Regions from separate parts of the Sus scrofa genome. Here region 1 is linked to region 2. The links are chromatin contacts, called in public Hi-C maps. All regions are on one chromosome and are shown on one strand. The core of a region is the stretch at or near the end of the contact, and the rest is flanking DNA. Distances in the headings are between cores, read along the strand shown.

The links. A called contact is a pair of places that touch in the nucleus more often than the background predicts.
Region 1: a Hi-C map of embryonic fibroblasts shows a contact between it and region 2, with 3 times the contacts expected there. The contact joins the enhancer-like site here to the promoter of FRMD6 in region 2. A contact is called at or near these places in 1 of 5 promoter capture datasets (liver), 4 of 47 Hi-C or Micro-C datasets (alveolar macrophages, embryonic fibroblasts and fetal skeletal muscle) and 1 of 2 datasets of contacts at active chromatin or transcription factors (skeletal muscle).

What each region holds. Positions count from the first base shown.
Region 1 is chr1:181,426,381-181,431,026 of Sscrofa11.1, reverse strand. The region is part of intron 1 of LOC106509105 (a long non-coding RNA gene); the gene reads left to right. Among named protein-coding and RNA genes, the nearest start is that of GNG2, 57 kb to the left of the region's middle. Within about 2 kb of position 2,381, at least 18 of the 83 cell types and tissues checked have an H3K27ac peak or open chromatin away from gene starts, as enhancers often do. A contact at or near this core is called in embryonic fibroblasts, where this site is marked.
Region 2 is chr1:181,336,229-181,340,656 of Sscrofa11.1, reverse strand. FRMD6 (FERM domain-containing protein 6) reads right to left here and starts at 2,253. Exons shown (of 14, transcript XM_021101841.1): 1 at 1,979-2,253.

The DNA.
Region 1 (4,646 bases), core at 1,132-3,631, 90 kb before region 2:
ATTTGTTCACCATCTCTGTAATTTTGCGATTTGGAAAGTATTACATAAATGGTCCTATATACCATATGTACTATATAACATTTCAAGATAGGGTTTTTTTTTTTTTTTCACTCAGCTCTCTTCACAACATCAACATGGTTGCAAGTATCAAGAGCTTGTTTCTTTTTACTACTGAGTAGTATTCCATTATACAGATATACCACCATTAGTTTGGCCATTCACCCCCTCAAAGACATGTGGGTTGTTTCTAGTTTGGAGCTGTTAGAAATAAAGCTGTGACGAAGATCATGTAGACGTTTTTGTGGCCTAAGTTTCCATTTCTCTGGCATCCATGCTTAGGAATGCAATTGCTGTATGATCTGGTACGTGTATATTTAATTCGTTTTATGAGAAAGTACCAAACTACTTTCCCCAAGACTGCACGATTTGGCATTCCCAACAGCAATTTAGGAGAGATTCAATTTTCACCAGCATTTGGTATTGTCACTATGTTTTATTTTAGCTGTTCTAATAGGTATGTGATATAGGAAGCTTTGGATATGTTTTGTCTGTGGGTTTGTTTGGTGAAGGAGAGCCTTCAGCACATTCACGGGCTGAGGGGAAGGAACGCGCAGAAGGGATGAACTGAGGGTGCAGGAAGAGGAGGAGAATGGACAGGTCCTAACAACGGGAAGGGAGGGGTGAAGTGACGATTGAGCTTTGACAGCCATGGGCCTTATCCTCAGAGACAGGAGGAAAGGATGTGAGAGCACAGAACAAGATTAGAGGGGGAGGCCCTGGAGGATGTTGTCGCCTAGTGGGTGACAGTGAGCTCTGGAGTCAGGCTCATGCTGGGTCGGCTCCCCCACTTCCCAGCTATTTGATCTTGGATACAATATCTGTTCTCCCTAAGGGGTCAGTTTCCTCATTTATACAAAGGGGAAAGTAGTAAATAATGTTAGGATTATGGTGAGAATGAAGTAAACTTCTATGGGTTTGGCAAACAAGAGAGATGATGATAATCACACAGCAAATCAAAGAGCTAAACATGCCACATAAATTCAGAGTCCAGGAGTTCCTGTTGTGGCTCAGCAGGAATGAACCCAACTAGTATCCATGAGGATGTGGGTTTGATCCCTGGCCTTGCTCAGTGGTTAAGGATCTGGCATTGCTGTGGCTGTGGTGTAGGTCAGTGACTGCAGCTCCCATTTGACCCCTAGCCTGGGAACTTCCATATGCTGTGGGTGGGGCTCTAAAATGCCAAAAAAAAAAAAAAAAAAAAAAAAAAAAAATCAGAGTCCAAATAGTGTGATAGTTGTTGGCTCCTATGACTTTCCACAGCCTCCCGAAAGACTAAGAACTTGAAGGGAGGAGTCAGAGGCCTTATTTTTATTTATTTTGACTTCCTAGCATTCAGCTCAAAGCCTTCCTTACAGAGAGCTCTCAGACAAGTGTGCAAACACCTGAAGAGTCAACCCTGAACCAACTCAGGTCCTGCCTCTCAGGCAGAGCTTCCCTTCCACTGACTCTGGGTTGAACTTTCCCCTCTCTGAATTTGCTACCTTCTTTACAATAACTCAGCTTTTTTTTTTTTTTTTTTTTTTTGCAGTCACTGATTTGAGCTCTGTATTTCAGTTCTGGAAATGCAAACACACACTCTTATTCATCATTCAAGTCTGATAATCTCTTTCTGTTGTTACAAATGCCTAAGAATTAAAAAGGAGAGGGAGAGGGTGGTATATTACTGGAGAGACTTCTTTAAATTACCTGTTTTCATGACCACCTGCATCCTGGGAGAGGCTGAGCTTCAGCAAGTTGACAGGTTCCATGTCCTGGTGCTAAATGAGCCTCCCTTTACCAGGTGGGCAGAGGGAGGACTGCTGCCACGGTGAGGCCGGCTCACGGGCTCACTCACTCCTCTGTGGGTTCAGGTGCGCCAGCCGGGTGAGAGGCAGAGTGGACCTGGGCTGATGAGGAAAAGGCAGCGGCATTAGGGAGACTGTGGGTACACCTGTGACCTGTTTTTAGTTTGCGAATTCTGGCCACATCTCCAGCCTTAAAAAAACAAAACAAAAAACAAAACTCCTTGTCCTGCTCTCTTCCCTCAGATGAGATGCAGAAATGTAGCTAAAATGCAACCTAGAGATGTTTGGGGAGGGGCATTGACAGGATGAGTCAACAATGGAGGTCAAACAAGGAATTTGGAAAATCCATAACATACGAATATCTTCCTCCTCAAATCATCCTAGTTTTGGCAATAGAGCCTTTGGTTGCTGAGGTGGAGTTTGTTACAACATTTCCTGGCATCCCAAATAGCCAAAGGTTCTGGGTCCTTTGTACTAAACCACTCACTCTGACCACCAGGGGTCAGGCTGCAGCCAAGAACAGGAGGCGGACGCTCCGGAGCCCAGCTCTGTTTTCTGCCCCCAGGCCCTGCCTTGCTGACGAGACCTCACTCCAGACCCGAGCGCCTCCAGCAGTGGCTTGTGGGATTCCTTTCTCATTTGTAATAGAAGCTGCTTGGAGTTGAGTTAATTCCCTTTGTGAATCATATACTTCCTTCATTTTCATTTGTTAAGTTTAAGAACCACTCACATAAGAATCGTGTTTGGGGGGTGGGGAGCTTATTAAAAAGCAGATTCTGGGCACTGCTTATGGAGGCTGATTCTGGGGTGGAGGGGTTGGGCCCAAAGAATCTGCGTGTTATGCACACTCTGACTGGTTCTGAAGCAGTTGCTGCAGAACCACACTTTGGTAGAAGGCTTCAAGTTCCAATCCAAGCAGCCCCTGAGTGGAGCCTTCAGCTTTGTGCATGCCCAGGACTCCATGAGGACTAGGCCCATGTGTCCTGCCACCCCAGGACTCTAGGCCATCAGAGGCGTGGTCTCTGGCACATTAATCAACACCAAAGTGGGATGGGGGAGGCAGGAGAGGAAGAGAAATTCATACAGCTCAGTGCCCAATGAAGACCACTGGCAGCCCGCCCTGACCTCTACTGACATCCTTTATGCTTTACATTCCTCCTGACTGTTCCTGGGCACTGGTTTCCTTATTTGATTCCCTTTGATGTGCCTCTCTCCTCCTCATTGCTCAGAAAGAGTGTCCTGGGTTTGGAGATAGCTAAGCTACAGAGCTCAGGATAGTGTTTGCTGTCCTGCATTGGTGCTAAGACATGGTTTCCAACATGCGTACTTGATACACTAAGAAAGAGTTTTCAGGTAGGAATGGGAGCGAAACACACCCTCAAACATGCGCATTCACTGTAAGATGCAACCTAGGTCCAGAACAATAAAACATGCGTTTTATTTTTTGTATTTTTAGGGCCGCGCCCATGGCATATGGAGGTTCCCAGGCTAGGATAGCGGTCAAATCAGAGCTGTAGCCGCTGGCCTAGACCACAGCTCACAGCAATGCCGGATCCTTAACCCAATGAGTGAGGCCAGGGATTGAACATGCGTCCTCATGGATACTACTCAGGTTTGTTTCTGCTGAGTCAGGACGGGAACTCCAAGAAAACGTGCATTTTAGAATGGAGAGAAGCATCTCTCTTGTTCGCATAATCCAATGCTGCTTCATTCATTCAACTCAAATTCACAGGGTGCCTGTGGGGCCAAGAACCTGTTTCAGGTGCTGTGGGTGGAGGGTTAGGCAGTGCTGCTATTAATGGTATAGGAGGCAGGTAATAAAATACTAATAAATGAATTAGAAAACCAGAGTTGGAGACTGTGACATTTGCTCTCGGAGAACTAGAGACGGTTACATGGTAGAGACGTGATGGAAGAGCCCGATGTTGAACAGGGTGTTCAGGGACCATTTCTGAGCGGGGGTCATGCAGCTGAGCCTGGAAGGAAGAGGAAGATCATTCCTGGTGGGGAGGACTTCCTGGGGCCTGCCTAGCACCTTGGCCCATGGTGGCAGAACTTGGACCGCTGCTAAACCCACCCTTTATTGAGCCCCTTTTTCATGCCAGGTGGTGAGGGTCCCTCAGGAGGCAGTTGTGAGTGAGAAAGGCGTGGTTTCCACCCTCATGAAGTTTATAACCTGCAATATTTAAAGATAAGTTTCAGCTGATCCTCAGATTCTTCATTTACCATCTATTGTCTTGATCATAGAACATCTGTTTTAGATTTTGGATTAGGACGGCCTTGATGGGAAGGGCCTTGTGACCACAGAGATTAGAACCCAATGGGAAAAACATCAAGAGCCTGAATACAGCATCTAGAGGCTCAGATAAAAAATAAATAAATCCAGCCACAATTCCCTGCCTGCTTTTGACTCTTCACTCTCAGCATTCTTCCTGAGACCCTCCCAGTGCTGTGTGATCTGGGGGAGGAGAAGGCATGGGTTCCAGCAGCAGAGCTTGCATCTTCCATAACTGAATCCAGGCCATTGTGGAGGCATCGTCATTTCTGGTGCCCTCTCTTGGTGCCAAGCAAAAGCACAGATCCTGTGGCTCCTGCTCCTACTTCTCAGACCCTGGAGGCTGTCAAAGGAGAAAGGCTTGTCTTTGAACCTCTCAGTCTCCTTTCAGGGGTTCTCACTGAAGATGAATGATGGGGATAAAAGTGGCAACAGTCTAAAGGAGAGCTTTGCTCCTGCACCTCCCAGGAAGCACCTGCTTCTGCTTCAGCACAGATTCATAACAGACAGATGCAGAGTTCCCATCA
Region 2 (4,428 bases), core at 1,004-3,503:
CTCAGGCAATCATACAAGCAATTCGGGGGGGAGGGGAGAAGGATTAGTTCATATTACAGCCGGTCTGCTTTCTGGAAAAGATATCCTACAGATAGGAGATATCCCCTGGGGGACCCTTCTCATCTAATAATCCCAGAAGTCCATTTTAATATGAAATACAAATCCAATATATTTACGAACATCCTGAAAGAGCATTCAAATGTCAGCTGTCTCATACTGTGGAGTATTTTCATTTTTCACCTAATACTTTTATTTCTCAAAACCACATCCATGGAAAATGATTAAATGCTCGAAGTTTTATACTACAAAGGACAGCAGCACAGGCATCTGTTTTCCTGCCTCTCTTCTGTTCTTCTCCCCTCCCCCACTCCTACAGGCGGTTTGTAGGTCTTGGTGGTTGTTAAAATTACTTTCTACAAGTCTCCTACTGCTATAGATTCCAAAAAACTTCTGGTCCTTTAACATTGCTGGCCCTAAATTTATGCTCTGCTCTGAAAAGAGAAATCCAAAAGTCAAAAGCCTATTTAATGACAGATGTATTACGGAAAATTTTCCCCACGAAGTTTTGATGCTGTGAAGTATCAACTCCCTAAAATCACAGAAAGGAAATGACTTACATTCTTGCAAAATGAAGCCACTAGCAGCTTTCTCCAACAGTATTCTCTAATTCCCAAACTACACCCTGTGGCAACGCGGAGTATTTCGTGCAACAACTAAATTTAAATAGATGCTTATAAAAGCAATAAACAAACAGCATCAGGGCCCACAGAAGAATAGACAGAATCCTACACGGGAAATCTAGCAAGAGATACTTTTTGTCCACAGTCAAGAAGGTTGGAGAGCACAGGCTTGAAGTCAAAAGCAACCGACAACACTTGCTGAAGTTTTCCTTCCCCGCTGAGGGCAATGCACAACTCCTAGGGGAGATACTGGCAAAACAGATTTTTGCTGAGAAATGCAAAAGAAAAGAGTGTCAAGGAGCTAATATTTCTTTGGACACTAGCTACGCAAGTGCACGGCCTGAAAACCTGCCAACTTTCATTGCAACTTTAAAATATGCTTATTTTGACAGCTTTCCATTTCTTCCTGCCTTCAAGAAAACGCCCTCACCAGTAGGTTATACTGTCCCGGTAGTCGAGGTGCTGCTCTAAGCCCTGTGGACCTCACCCGGGTGGCCCTCAACTGTCCATTCCTGACAAGTCCTGGCCCCTCCCCGAGCAGAGGCTGGGGGTCTCCATGGCCCGGGGTCCGGCCTGCGCGTCGCCAGCTCCTCCCCGAACACAAATTCTGCAGGCCGCACCCCCGACTCCTAACCCACCGAGGCCTCCTTCCGGCGTCCCCAAGCCCGAGCTCAGTTTCTGGTTCCCCCGACTAGGCACTCACGGGGACGGTGGGACAAGACGCGGCGCTCGGGTCCCTTTCCGCAGCCGGGCTAACCCGGCCGGCGCGCGCACAACAGGCGGTACCGCGCGGCACCCAAGAATTCGCGGCTCAGGGGCTACACCCGAAGCCTGGGCACAGCGACGGGACGCGACGGGCAGGCGCCCCCAACACAGGGCGCCGGCGACCACCGAGCGCGGGCACTGAGCCCGGGGGCACAGCCCGCAGCCCCAGCTGGCCTCCCGCCCTCGCCGCAGAGCCGGCCCCGGAGCTCCGCGCCTCCCTCGCTGGCCGGCTCGGCTGCCCCGGGGCCCCGTCCTCCCACCCCGGCGTAGGCGAGCTCCGACTCGCAGAGAAGCTACCTTCCCGCCCGGTGCCCGACGCCCGGAGCGAGGGAACGCGGAGAAGGCGAAGAAAGACGCAGAGAAGGGGACACTGCCTGGGCTGCGGCTCGCGACTTTCAGAAACCCTCCCGAAGCCCGGTCCAGCCGCCGCCGCCGCCACCCGGCCGGCAGGGGGCACAGTGAGCGGCCGGGGCGCGGTGGCCCGGCTAGGGGGCGGTTTGGGGGAACCCCAGGGGCCGGGTTCCCGCTCGTACCTCGGAGAAAGTCCGGAGCACCAGGTGTCGGACTCCCGTCAGCTCTCCGTGCCTTCCTGCCGGTGCCGCGCCTGCCCCACTGTTCTCAGCCCCTCGGTCAGGGTAGCCGGACTAGCGCTCCACATCCGCCCCGCCCCACGCCCACGCCTCTCGCCCCGCCCCCGCCCACGCCTCTCGCCCCGCCCCCTGAGGCTCCTCCCCCCTCCGCCCTGAGGTAGCGGGGGCGGTGGCAGAGCCGCTGAAGCCCAGCACCCAGCTCCTAGCCGCACGTGGAGCTCCTGCAGGCCCCGCCCCGGGCCCAACCAAGCGTCCAGCGGAGGGGTGCAGCGAGTCCCGGGCGGGAGAAAGCTGAGCATACCACGCCTCCGGGTCCTGCACAAGGATGCTGTATTAGAACCGCGGCGATCTAAGTCTTTCCCTCACCACGGAAACAGTGGCGCAAGGGGACACTGTCAGCTCTCCCACTTTCTGGCCTAATGGCCTTTCTTCCGTCCATCCCCCGCTCCCGGGTATCGCTCCCACCAAAGCTCAGTCGCGCTGGCTGGGGGTGGCTGTTTGGCCTGAGCTTTATTTTACTAATTCAGAATGACTGTGGGGAGGCCGTTGAGAGAGGAGGCGGTACCTGCGGAGGAGGCTTCGTGATTCCTTGCTTCCCTCCGGTCCTGCACCCACCTGCCCACCCACCACTCGGGTCGCCGCTGCTTCGCGGGTTTTATACTGGATGGAGGGGGCGCCGCAGAGGAAGCCAAGTCGCCTCCGCTAACTCTCTCTTGCCAGTTCTTCAGGTAGACGCAGCCTCTATCCGCTGTGGTTTTAGTGTCAGTGGCCCCTTAGAAATTATATTTGCCCGCTCTTTCTCGATGGTTGCCAAGGCAAGTGATGCAGAGGGCCAGTGGAAGATATTTTTATGGCACTAAGACCCAAAATCAGGAGGTTTCTTTACCACTTTTAGTTGTTGGATCTAGGGAAGGGCTAAGCATCCACTGGGACCAGCCTCCACGTGGCCTTCAGGCCCGAGACCTCCAATCTCCTAGGTCTTCTGTGGACTCCTGACCCCTGGCCAGGAGCTACAGTAGTGCTCCCAAAGGGCCCCTCACTAAAGGATGTGTCTGGACATGACAAGGAGACAAGAAGAAGGCAGAGGACCTGAGAAAGGACACTATCCCAAATCAGAAGCCAACTTTAAAATTGCCCTGCTCTTTTGATCAACCATAAATATGTAAAGCTGGCTGTTATTGGTTGAAGGCACGTTTGTGTGCCTTGTTTGCATGGCAAAAGAAATTCCGTTTGTTCATCGCGACTAAAGTTTGTAATGGTTGTTTCATTCAGCTTTTACATTCTGTGAACTGTGACATTAAAACTGAGCATTGAGAATATACCTTCGGAGCTTCTTTTTTTTTTTTTGTCTTTTTGCTATTTCTTGGGCTGCTCCCGTGGCATATGGAGGTTCCCAGGCTAGGGGTCTAATCGGAGCTGTAGCCACCGGCCCAGGCCAGAGCCACAGCAACGCGGGATCCGAGCCGTGTCTGCAACCAACACCACAGCTCACGGTAACGCCGGATCGTTAACCCACTGAGCAAGAGCAGGGACCGAACCCGCAACCTCATGGTTCCTAGTCGGATTCGTTAACCACTGCGCCACGACGGGAACTCCTTTTTTTTTTTTTTTTTTTTTTTTTTTTTTTTTTTTTTTTATGCGGAGCTTCTTTTTCTTGGTCTTGCTTACAGCATATGGTAGTTCCTGGGCCAGGGATCAAACAGGGGCCACAGCAGTGACCCAAGCCGCTGCAGTGACCACAGGGGATCCTTAATCCCCTGAGCCATGAGAGAACTTTCTCCACCCCACCCCCCAGCTTATTTCTGATAAAGCAGAGCAGCTTTTAAGGATGTTGCACTCATGAAGTTATGACTCCATTATAAGACAAGAATTGTGTTCCAATGACTGCCTTTTAAATTAGCTATATTTAACTACTAGACTAACTTAAAAATTTGTTTATTACAATGTTAGCATTTAAAAGTGGAGAATTACACTTTTCCTCTTAACATGCATTCACAAACAGTGCATATTGAACAGTAGTTGGTAAGGTCTTAATTTTATATCTAATGAGATAATCTATTTTTTCATATGTGAAGATAAATGAGACAAGTGAGGAATATATTACTATCTTGGAAAACAGTTCCTAAATCTGATTTCTTTTCAGGTTTCATGCTTAAACATCTAGCAGATAAAAACAACATATTGTTAGATTGTAAAACACTGTTGCAATATAAAATGATTAGGTAACCCAAGGAGCAAAATAATATTAAACCACTTTTTAAAATCATGTGTTTAAGATTGGATTGTCTAAAATTTGATTATAGCAAAATTTACTATATGAATATTTTTCGAATCATGATTATGTTAACAGTATGAATACCATGATAAACATAACCTCTTATGTGGTACATTTT